2 separate regions of the Mus musculus genome follow, and region 1 is linked to region 2. The links are chromatin contacts, called in public Hi-C maps. All regions are on one chromosome and are shown on one strand. Each heading gives the region's core, a stretch centred on a gene start, on an enhancer-like site or on the middle of the called end of the contact. The rest is flanking DNA. Distances are from core to core; before and after follow the strand shown.

Region 1 (6,021 bases), core at 2,430-4,929, 100 kb before region 2:
AACATATACCTCGTTATTAGCCAGCTTCCAATCTGTCCTAATTATTGCACGTCTATCTTCATCTCCGCTAAGATCAATCCATATCAAGAGGGGCTCTAGGCCCACACTATTAAGAAGGATGGTTTAGAAACCATGGCCTCCAAGGGCTGATTTGTTGGAGAACTGATCCTAGGTGAGAGGACCTAGTGGGCAGTCATTAGGTCAATTGTTGGCTAGCTCTCAAGGTGTCCTGTGGGACCCTCAACTCTTTGATTGCCTGTCTGACAATATAATCTCTCCCTGTTGTTCATGTCCTCGGTTCCATCACCATAACCATGCATTGGATCCCTAGGACCATGAGCTAAATAAACTTCTCTATTTCACAAAGTTAGTTTGGCTTAAATGATACTTACAGAAATAAAGAAGACTGGACTAATACAAAGGCATTGGCATCAAAGCACACACTTTCAAGAAAGTGCAGTCAAGGGCTGGAAAGATGGCTCAAGTCATTATGCTCTTCAGCGGACCTGGGGTTGGTTCTCAGCACCTCTATCAGACAGCTCAGAGCTGCCTGTAACTCCGACTTCAGGAGGTCTGGCGCTCTCTACTGGTGTCTACAGGAAACTGCATTTGAGTGCACACACACACACACACACACACAATTAAGAATAAAAATGAAGCTGGCCTTAGTGAAACACACGTTTGATCTCAGTACTTGGGAGGCAGAAGCAGGCAGATCTCTGTGAGTTTGAGGCCAGCCTGGGACAGAGTGAGCTCTGGAACAGTCAGGACTACACAGAAAGAAAGATCCAGTCAAAAACAAACCAAAAACTCCACTAAACCCAATAACAACAACAATAACAATAACAAATAATGTAAGAAAAAAGTCATTATCTTGTTCTAATTTAGCATTAAAACAAAAAACCTCAGGTTGAGTGGTTTACAGAAAATTATTTATCAAGCTCTGGAAGCTGAGACCTATAGAATCAAGTCACTAATAGGTCAGATATATGATGGGGGTTCACATTCCAGTCCATGATGTCTTCTTATGTATTCTAATATACAGAAGGAAGCCGGGGAGCGCTGTAAGGTTTCCTTCAGACCAGCACCAACCTCATTCCCGGAACCATGCCTATGACCTCGTCACTTCCAAACACAGTCGCACTGTGTCTTAGGGTGTTAGATGTGAAACATTAGGGGTTGGAAGGAACATAAACAAATATTCAATCTATAGCACTGTAGACATCAATAAAGCCAAGCGGGGCTGGGGAAATGACCCAGTGTGCAAAGTGCCCGCTGTGCAAAGGTGAGGCTGGAGTCTGGATGCTCATTTACCTATATCTGAACCCCAGAACTTTCAAGGGAAGGAGACGGGCAGATTCCTGCAGCTCACTGGCCAACCAGTTTAGCTTACCAGTGAGTTCTCCCACATATCAGTGGGAGACTCCATCTCAAAGAAGGAGGAGAAGAGGGAGGAGGAGGAGAGTGATAAAGACATCCAGTGTCAATCTCTGACCTCCACATATGCATGCATGAAAACTGAAATGCACAAACACACACACATACACACACCACACACATATCACACACATACACCACACCATACATACAACATACACATTCACAGTATACACACACAGCACACATGCACACAACACACACACACACACACACACACACACACACAAACAGTCAAGCCAAGTTCAGAAATACAGCCGTTTGCTTGTCAGTGGCTCAATGTCATAACTAAGGAACTAGGAGCTTTCCCAAATGTTTAGTCTTCACCCTGACTGTTTCTACTTTCCCCCTCTTAGTCACTACATTGCTTGCTGCTGTCTCAGACATAGCATTCGGAACCAATGATGCGCTAAGGAACATGAAAGCATTTCTTCTAGTGTGTCCTCCTCAGAGGTAAAGATACCTTCCTTCCCAGCCGGTATCCCTTGGCTCAGGGCCAGGAATTTACCACATCTCTATGCTTAAACCCGCCAGGGACTGGGTTGATGAGAACAGCTGGGGTTCCTGTCAGGCCCTAGCTCTGGGACTGAAACAGAGACAGCCTCATCTGAAGTTCATAACTGTACGGAGTTATGGAGTAGGGTGGATCCCTAAATACTTAAGGGACTGATGGTAAGAATGAAAACATTGTGGATCATGTTGCATAAAAGAGAGACAGACAGACAGACAGACAGACTTTGGCTGAGTCACGTATGAACTGCCCACTGGGACCTGAAAGGACACACAGAGAAGCTGAAAAGAAAGACGGCCTGAGAAGAGCACATTCCTGGCCGTCTGTTTCCTTGCCTGACTGGTCTGGAACTCAGATCCATCTGCCTCTGGCTTTTCAGTGATAGATCAAAAGCAGGTGGCACCATGCCTGGACTTTTGTTATTATTAACGTGATTTGTTTTCTCTGATAATAAATGACCAACTCTGCCCTCTCCCGACACACACACATCCAGAGTCTTAAGTAACTGTTGTATTAGGAAGAACCTGACCTCAGAGGCAGGAAATGGGCAACAATGTAGCAACCATAATGTGTCTCTTCCTGGCCTAGACAACAACAGCCACATTCCCAATGGTCTCTTGGCCTCCAGCCGGACTCTACAGTCCAAACTCTTTACTGCCACAAAGTGAGTTTTTCAGTAGTCAGTTCTGCCCTTAGTACAGAGTCCTAATTCCTTAACCAGCAACTCAGAATCCTTCATCATATTAACACTGGTCATCCTTGGGGTTCCCCCTCCAGTACCCTCAGCTTCAGCCTTGATAGTTAGGACCGGAGTTGAAGGATAAACAGCAAGACTTGTTTTAAAATTAGATGTAGCGCCAAACCAATAAATTCTGAGGTGCTGAATGGGTTTCAGCAGCCATGGTCTGATTAAAAGAACAAGGGGCTGGAGAGAGAATGCAGTGGCTAAGACTGCTGGTTGCTCTTGGGAAGGACACAAGTTCAGTCCCAGCACCCACCTCACAGCTCATAATCATCTGTAACTCCAGCTCAGTGCCAGGGGATCTGCGGCCTCGTCTGCCTCCATGGGCACTACACATGTGTGATCCATAGATATACATGCAGGCAAGACACACGCATAAAATAAAATAATGAATTTTTAAGGAAATTTTTTAGTAAGAAAGAATAGAACTAACTAAACTAGGTCTATTAGGAAATTTGTTAAATCAATAGAGGTAATTTCCTTAAAAAGAAGAAATTACCAAATCTACTGAACTTAAATAAAAAATAAGCACGATGCTCCACATACCTTCTATTCATCAACAATTTCTAGAAATTCTAGTAAGTATAAAAATACATAATTATAGACTACACACCTAGGAAATATAAAAATATAAGGTACATAAACTAATCTATATATATATATATATATATATAGTATAAAATAGCAGAATTAATAAAATTTTACAAGATGGCTGAATACAAGCCCTGTACGCGTAAAACAGTACCTTTAATTCCCTATGCTAACAACAGGACAACTAACTTTCTTGGAACCCTCCTACTGCAGAACTACCTAAGGTAGGTTAAAAAGAAAGAAAAGTGCCGTTTAAGTTAGCAACTCAGCTATAAAGAAAGCAGTGGGATTTTTTTTTTTTTTTTTTTTTTTTTTTTTGTCTAAAGCATGAATCACAAGCCACAGAGGCTGGGGCATAAGAGCCCACGAACACAGTGGAGCCAAGGGCATTCCCATGTGGCTTATGAAAGACAAGATGGAGGCTGGCTGATGATAGAAAGTTCAGAAATGACTACAGAGTGGGCAAAAGAAACCTGTTTGCCTTATCCCCACCACTGGGCAGAGAAAGACAAGCCATATCATAAAAATTCAGAACTAGTGCCGGGTGTGGAGACACGTGCTTTAACCCCAGCGCTTGGGAGACGGAGTGGTAGGTGGATCTCAGTGAATTTGAGGCCACCTGGGTCCACATAAGTTCCAGGCCAGCCAGGGTAACATAGAGAAACTATCTCAAAAAACAGCAACAGCAGCAGCAGCAGCAACAGCAGTGACTACATAACTGGAAATGCCCACTCCAAATCAGATCAGGGCCCACCCATCTGACACATCTGAGATCCCAGATACCCATGGCAGAGCATCTATAGTAAGGTCCTGCCAGATTGGACAGGTCCCAGGCACCGGCTGAAGCAAGCATGAGCCCTCTCTGGAGGAAGATTCCATCAAAGCTTTCTTGACAACTTTTAAAGAGACAGATTTCTAGAACCAAGCGTTTACAGCTCAGAAACGCACAATGCTCTCTCTGTGTCTCTGTCTCTGTGTCTCTGTCTCTGACTCTCTCTCTCTGTCTCTCCATACACACACACACACAACACACACAAGACTAGGCAAGACAAATCAGCAATAAGAAGTGGCAGAATGAGGCCCACGTGGAATTTAGTGACTTGAATTTTAGAGAGAATAAAAATAAACACATTATATAAGTAAATAGAATAAAACTTGAAAATGTGAGCTAGAGGTCATTGTCAAAAAGGTGAGCAGGCTCGCTCTGGTGGACTAGTGGGGCCACATGCCCATGGTAGCCAAGGAGAGGGCTGTGAGCATGCGTGCAGTGGATCACTTCTGCTTAGAGGAGTGGGGCCTCCTCTGGTTCTAAATGGAAGATCCAGAGTGTGACTCATTGCTTCCTATGCTGACATTCATAAAAGGCATGGTCTGGCTGTTACAAAGTCGGGAGAACCGGCTTCCAACTCCAGGCACGGAAGCTAGTGTGAGCATCAAATAGGAAAACTCAGACTGTATGAAACGTAATTTTTCTTTGCCACCCCCCCCCTTTTTTTTTTCCTGAGATGGGGTCTCTTTATGTAGTCCTGGCTGTCCTGGAGCTCATAATATAGACCAAGCTGGCCTCTAATTCAGAGATCCTCTTGCCTCTGCCTCCTGAGAGCTGGGATTAAAGAAGTGCACCACCACCATGCCTGGCTTTCCCTCTGACTTTGGTAAGAGTGATGGACATGACATGACCTTTAAAGAAGAGAGATGGCTCCGTGGTTTAGAGCCCTTGCTGCTCTTGCAGAAGACCCAGATCTAATTCCCAGAATCTACATGAAGGCTCATTGCAACCTCAGTTCCAGGGATTTCTGATCTCCGCAGTCACCGGCATGCACACAGTACACACACCTACAGGCAAAATGTTCAGGTGCACAAAATTAAATAATTAAGAAAAGGAAAATCCTGCTGTGTGTGTGGTGGCAGAGGACAGCGAAAACAAAAGGGAAGGATTCCAACCTATACTGAGAATTGGATTAAGACCTCAGTGTGGACTCCATAGCAGTGAGGCGGAACAGGAAATGTTTTTGAGATGAACAGAGGTAGCCAAAGGGCAAAGAGATCACTTCTGTTCTTGTGGTCTCATTGCAGTCAGCAGAGCCTCAAGAGGAGGAGAGCTCGGGGCATGGTGGCGCACGCCTTTAATCCCAGCACTTGGTAGGCAGAGGCAGGCAGATTTCTGAGTTCAAGGACAGCCTGGTCTACAGAGTGAGTTCCAGGATAGCCAGGGCTGCACAAAGAAACCCTGTCTTGAAAAGAAAAAGGAAGGAAGGAAGGAAGGAAGGAAGGAAGGAAGGAAGGAAGGAAGGAAGGAAGGAAAGAAGGAAGGAAGAAAAAGAGGAGGAGAGCTCAGCCTCTTTGCTGAGCTTTGCTGATACAAAGAAACAATGGGTTTTAGGGGGTTTTGATTTTTTGCAACAGATATGATTACAATTTTTTTTTAACCAAGGTTAAAAGCTACTTAGTTTATATGTGTCCTATGTGACTTTCTGAAACATTCTCTCTCCATTCTTAGTTTCAGTTCTCCATGCTTAGGTATGTTTAGGGTATGTGTGTACTCTTTAGACTCGGCTGATGTTAATGGTTGTAGCTATCCCTTAGTGTTCTAAAGAGAGAGTGAATCCATCCATTTTCTTTTGCTTTAAAAGGTATATGAGCCAGGGAATTTTATAAATTCAAGAGTCCTACTTAGCTCATGGCTTTAGAGGCTGAAGGGCAAAGGGCTGCTACTGGCTGCGTTTTCCAGAAGGATCCG
Region 2 (6,474 bases), core at 1,809-4,308:
AAAGGCTTCGTCTTTGGTGTCCCCTTCACCCTCCCTGGGGTCTCCTGTTTCATGTTGGTGCCCTGACAGACACAGCCCTCTGTTCTGGGCTTCCTAGACTCAAGAACCATGCTCCAGTACGTCCCTGGTATAAGTTTCCTAGTCAGATGCATTCTGTTTTAGCATCACGGGAAGGTACAGAATATATTCCAACTAGAAGCACTTTCTGACCCATCTCCCCAGCTGGAAATCCACAACTTAACTCCTGACTGCTTCTGCTAGTACTGTTCATACAGGAGACCCTCGTCATGATTCCCAGCTAACCTGTGGCCTATGAAGCCCCTACACTGTCAGCCCAGGAGAAAGCCACCAGCTGAGCCACCAGTTAGGCCTGGCATCATTCAGTCTCCTAGCGAGCCCATTTTCCTCATGTATAAGATGCAATGACAAAAAGTAGCTGCCTGACTCAGCTGTTCTGGGAATTATTGATTAAAACAGAAGTACTGTGTAGGCAGGTTTGAAATGCTCTACTCAAGACAAAACAGAAGCTGTCAGACTTATTTCTTATTTCAGAAAAAAAATAATTAGAACACACACACATGCATACACATATACATACATACACATACATGTATACATACATATGCATATATGTATACACACATACATATATACACATACATATATAAACACATGCATATACACATACATACATACACATTCATATATACATACATATACATGAATACACACATATATATACACGCATACATATACACATATACATGTACATATTAAACATCAATTTTTAAGACACTGAACATCAGGCTGTGAAGAGCATTAATCCCTGAAAGCCAGGAAAATGAATGAGTCCTCAAATTGCCCAGCTCACTATTCACTGCCTAGAGAAACTTTTCAGGCCCCTGAGCAGAGAGGAGAAATTGGGACAGGGTCTAATAGACTCCCCAAGTTGAGGAGACAGCCTGAAAGCCTGAAACCAAGACAGTTAGGGCATAAGGAGTCAGATCCTACACCACTTTCCTGCATCCCAGGAAACTAAATACTCACCAGAATACAAAAGCACCCAGCACCCAGCACCCAGCACCCAGCAACACAGAACTCACAGTGCTCAGTGTCCAATTGTTGGTCACAAGACACAATAGAGTAGGAAAACACAAGTCAAACTAGGGAGATGAATAGACTGAGAAAACAGACAGGGGGTTCAGTGATTCAATTCTTGCCTGTATGTGCAAGGCCCTGGGTTCCAATGGCAGTATCACAAATAAATAAGCAATAAATGAACCTATCAAAATGAGATCCCAGGATCTTTCGAACAGGACTCAGAAGTGACACTGATGCTAGCACAGGCAGGATGCTGACACAGATGCTGTGACTGGACCACACACAGGTAAAACATTAGCAATGTGACAGAGATGTAAGTCCCACGTTGCCTGGGCGTGGTAACGCGCAGCTGTGATCCCAACACTCCTGAGGCTAAAATAGGGAGGCTACTTGAGATTCCAAGGCTATAGGGTGAGTTCCAGGAAGCCTGAGCTACAAAGTGAGAAACCCTGTCTTAAAATAACAACAAAAGAAGTCCCAAGTTTCTTCTGAGATGAAACTACATCATCTGGAACACACTGGGTAGCCTGCCCAGGGCAGGATCTCTCTTACCCTAAAACCTTTTTGCAATTATGTGGGGCCTGTGTTCAAAATGTGCAAGAAGATTCAGGCAGGATACAAATGGAAATCACCCAGGATCTCTGTGCTCATTCACACACTCAGCTCATCGCCTTAACACAGTCTGTGGCTCTGCATTCATCCTAGATACAGACATGTACATACATGCACGCACATGCACACATGTACACGCATATATACACATGCACAGTGCAGTCTCGGGGGAGGCTCATCCTCTCAGATACCCCCTCACTTCTAAGCATACACACTTTTCTTGGGACCCTGCACTCAGAGGTATCAGCAGCTCACATGTAGGTCACTGTGTTGGCTAGTTTTATGTCAACTTGACACAAGCTAGTGTCATCAGAGAGGAGGAGGCCTCAAGTTAGGAAATGCCTCCATAGTATTTGGCTGTAACCAAGCCTGTAGGGCATTTTCTTATGAGGTGATTAGTGGGGAAAGGCCCAGCCCATTGTGGGTGGTGCTCTCTCTGGGCTAGTGGTCCTGGGTTCTATAATAAAACAGGCTGAGCCAGCTATGAGGAGCAAGCCAGTAAGCAGCACCCCTCCATAACCTCTGTATCAGCTCCTGCCCCCAGGATCCTGCCCTGTGTGAGTTCCTGTCCTGGATCCCTTTGATGATGAACTTCGATGATGACGAAGCATAAGGCAAATAAGCCCTTTCCTCTTCAAGTCACTTTGCTCATCGCAGCAGTAATAACCCTGAGTAGGACAGACTCGGGAGCACACTGGTCACTGAGTCAGGATGAGAGAGTCCTCACAGAAAAAGAGAGAGGAACTGGCAGCTGAGGCAAGGATCCCAGAGAGGCCCCAGAAACTGGACACTTGCCTTTCCAGTGTGGATTTTCTATCCTAGGATCCTGCACATGAGAGCCATGTTCATCATCGCCACTGAGCTGATGGTCATTCTCCTCAGAGTCCAGCTGCTGGATGTCTTGACAGTCCTTCTCCATGATGGCCCTAAGGGCTGGAGACAGATCTGAGACTGAGCTGAGATTTCCTTAGAGATGGAACTTGGGTTTGTGCTAAGACTGGAATCCCTGTGGAAGGACCGAGGGGACGTGGGTAGCTGACAGGGAAAGACTTGAAATACTGCAGGCTCCTTCCTTCCCAAGAGGTGACCTGGCTCTGCAGCCTTCCTTCCATATTCTCATGGACCAGACTATATGCTCTCATCCCTCCACCCAGAGTCCCTGAACCCAGTACCACCTGCCTCCCACTACCTCAGTTACCTGTTAAAGGTATAGAGAGCTGACTCTGGCTTTCGGAGACAGCCTGAGCCCAAAGAGAAAGAGGGGCTAAACCTGGGAGACGGGACAGGTGGTGCTAGTGGAGCTAGGTGAGAGGGAGGAGGGGCCAATCTAGGCAAGAGCTGGGTCCCTGTGCCTGAATGTCCATCTAACCAGTCACCTCCTGCCCCTGGGACTTTGGACAGTAAATAGAAACAGAAACGCAGTTGGAACTCAGGCAGTGAGCAGTGGGGGTGGGGGACATGTTTCTGTTCTCATAACCAGAGAAGGGAGACAGGAGGTCTCCTTGTATGTGCGGTATCCTTGTATGTACACACGTGCACATGTGCACACATGCGCGCGCACACACACACACACAAACACACATCATCTCTCCCTTCATTGCACAATGTCAGAAGGGGAGCAGGGGTGCAGGTGTGGAGGGGCCAGGATCCAGTCTGCTGTTTCCTCTCTATCCCTCCCTCCCTCCCCTGTTTCAGTTCCTGCCTCTTTTATTTTCCAGAACTGTTGATTTCTTCAAATATCTCTGACCAGGAGTAGAGTGACCTAGAGATCAGTTCCCTGTTCTTGCCCAATCTGAGCCTGTGACCCTGGCAACCAGCCACAGCCACAGCTTCCTATACGCTCAGCACCAGGCTCCCGCACTCCAGCGCACTCCAGCCCCACTCAGTCACACTCCTTCAGTCCTCCCCCAGACCCTCCTCATCCCCCAACCCACACACACACCGCTTTATGTTCTCTCCAAAGAAAGAAAGACTATCAAAACAAACAAGCCAAAGACCAATAAGACCAAAAAAAAAAAAAACCCATAAAAACAACAACAATAACAAACACCACAATGACGTTTCTTTTGAGTTGACAAATTACTCCTGGTCCTGGAGTATGGTGGGTATACCCCATGATGCTCCATTGTAGAAAACTGATTTTCTTTTGCCAATGGATTTGAACCACAAATAGTTTCTTGGTTAGGACTGGGACCCATAGTCCACTCCCTCCTTTTAATGGGGAGGGGTCTGATGAAGAGATCCCACTTAGGACCAAGGGAGCACTCCAAGCCTGTCACTCTCTGAACATTGCTCAGCTGTGGCTCTCTACCTCCACACTTCAGTGCAGAAGTTCTTCAAAATATGGAAGTCATAACCCCAGCACCACACTCAGTCCAGGGACACAAACACCCCTCTTCATGCCCTGCGAGTGCTACACAGGATCTACAAAGGCTGGGAAGATGACTCGGTGGGTAAAGGGCTCTTTCACAAGCATGAGGTCTTGCGTTTGTAACCCAGCTCCTGTATATGAACCAGGCACAGCAGCACACACCTATATTGCCAGCACACTGCAGAAGGGACAGAGAAGGGCAGATCCGTGGGACCAGTGTGGCCAAACAATAAACTGGGTTCAGAGAGACTCTGCCAAAAAAAAAAAAAAAAAAAGGAAGGAAGGAAGGAAGGAAGAAAGAAAGAAAGAAAGAAAGAAAGAAAGAAAGAAAGAAAGAAAGAAAAAGAAAGTAGAGAGTAATAGAGAAAAATACTAAAAATCAACCTCCTGCCTCCACACACACTGGCACTGATGCACATACTCTGCACAAATGTATGCCCATGAGTGCTCACGCGTGCACGCACACACACACACACACACACGCATGCACACACACACATTATCTATATAAATAAGGTTTTCTCATTTAACCCTCACAGCACATCACCCTATGAAGTCAATACATTTGCCTCTGGCAGAAAGGAGATTAGGTGACTTGGAACAGGTAGCTGATACTGTACTCTGGATCTGAAATGTTCCCCCCAAAAGCCATGTGTTAAAGGCTTGGTCCCCAGATTATAACACTATTAGAATATGAGGAAATTGTTAGGATGGAGCCTGCTGGAGGATGGAAGAGCCTGTTTCAGTTTGGGGAGGTGCGCCTTCCCGAGGAGACTGTGACATCCCAGTTCTCTTTCCTCTCTCAATTCAGTCAGGAGCCAAGCAGCCTTGCCGGATGCACGTCCTCTGTCATAATGAACTGCCCCACCATGGGTCCAAATCAATAGAGTGAATTTATCATGGATCGAACCTCTAAAACAAAGAACCAGAATAAGTCAGTTGATTAATCTCAGATACTGTGGTACTGGACCCAGCTCTGACTACCATTTAAAAGCCAGTACTCTGGGCACAAGAGTTGGAGGAAAAGAGTCATTTTTATTCAAAGGCTGGCATCCTGGGCAATGGGAAGTTATTGTCTATGAGAGCCATCTTAGGTAATACAGGTCCATGACATGGCTTTTATGGGTAGGAAAAATTATGGTGGGGACTGTAATAGGCAGAATACATTCTGAGTCACACGTCCAGATTCCAGAGCCATCCTAGTTACTATGAGGGATGCTTTTCTTTTTCTTCTGCCAGAATATCTTTACAATAACAATCATCTTTCATCTCCTAGGCCAGCTCCTCTAATGCTTTAGAAAGTTGGAGAGATGTCTCAGTGTTTCAGAGGACTGGTTTCTCTTCCAGAGGACCCAGGTTGTAGCTCCAACTACCAAGGCCTCTAACAAGCTCTTCTGGACTCCTGAAAGACTGCACATACATGATGCACAGACACACATGCAGGCACAACACCTACACATAAATCATTTTTTTAACTTTAAAATACATACCGTTTTCTGCAAATTAAATGAAATTTATTCTTCTTCTTTTAGTAAATGAACAAAATTCGGCTATGTGTTTTGTGACAGTTGGCGTACATCCTGCTGCTCCGTGGGGTCGTCAGATGACATGGATGCTGTAAGAGAAAAGTCACGGAAGACTAAGTTTTACAGCTCAAATCTTTTTAGTTCCTTTCCCCGGGAACTGCTAACCTCGAGGATTGAGATACAAAGCTGGGAGGGCAGCAGCAGGCAGTTTTTACTGCATGAGTTTTAACCTGCTAGACAGCCTCAGTCAGAGACGGTCATCAGCTATTCAGGGCTGAGCATACCTTGCTACGATGTAGAACCTAGAAATGAGTGATCTTCTCCCTAGACAGGGTTTCTAAAGGCAAAAAAAGAAAATGCAAACTTTTGCTTTCTTCTTCCAGCTCGATCTACAGTTTAAAGAGCCAGCCACTTTCTCTGACAAAATCCACCTCAGTCCCTACACTGTATAAAGACAGAGTTTCCTTTGTCGGGATGAGCATTGTGAGCTGACTTCATTTGTACGAGGGGCTTAGAGCAGTACAACGGACAGAACAGCAATTATCTGGGCTTAGAGAGCAGGAACAGAAAGTTGCTTAATGGGAGAGCTTCACTTTTGCTGTGTGAAAACACTCTACAGATTGATTGCTGGAGGCTGATATCAATATGCTGAGTGCCACACTGCACACTTAAAAATCACACACCACTAAACCCAACATGATGCACTAGGGTCACTGTGAATAACAATGTAGCCAGGGCTACACAGCAAGACCCTAGCTCAAAAAAAAGGGGGGGAGCAAATTAGATAGATAGATAGATAGATAGAATTTGAGATGTTTCTCTACATAGCCTTGGCTGGCCTAGAACTTACTACATAGAATCAGG

Evidence for each region. A called contact is a pair of places that touch in the nucleus more often than the background predicts.
Region 1: a Hi-C map of bone marrow-derived macrophages shows a contact between it and region 2, with 67 read pairs. The contact joins the enhancer-like site here to the promoter of Asgr2 in region 2. A contact is called at or near these places in 17 of 39 promoter capture datasets (the C10 cell line, the HPC-7 cell line, HPC-7-derived erythroid cells and 10 more), 4 of 484 Hi-C or Micro-C datasets (bone marrow-derived macrophages, nephron progenitors, peritoneal macrophages and 1 more), 6 of 115 datasets of contacts at active chromatin or transcription factors (CD8 T cells, the NIH/3T3 cell line, bone marrow-derived macrophages and 3 more) and 5 of 9 other capture datasets (adipose tissue, embryonic stem cells, liver and 2 more).

The regions. Positions count from the first base shown.
Region 1 is chr11:70,189,974-70,195,994 of GRCm38.p6, reverse strand. No RefSeq gene overlaps it. Among named protein-coding and RNA genes, the nearest start is that of Slc16a11, 21 kb to the left of the region's middle. Within about 2 kb of position 3,679, at least 50 of the 459 cell types and tissues checked have an H3K27ac peak or open chromatin away from gene starts, as enhancers often do. A contact at or near this core is called in CD8 T cells, the NIH/3T3 cell line, bone marrow-derived macrophages and 2 more, where this site is marked.
Region 2 is chr11:70,089,228-70,095,701 of GRCm38.p6, reverse strand. Asgr2 (asialoglycoprotein receptor 2) reads right to left here and starts at 3,058. Exons shown (of 9, transcript NM_007493.3): 1 at 2,912-3,058; 2 at 2,509-2,646. The coding sequence starts at 2,632. Gm32946 (a long non-coding RNA gene) reads right to left here. Exons shown (of 4, transcript XR_879978.1): 3 at 5,575-5,699; 4 at 4,437-4,996.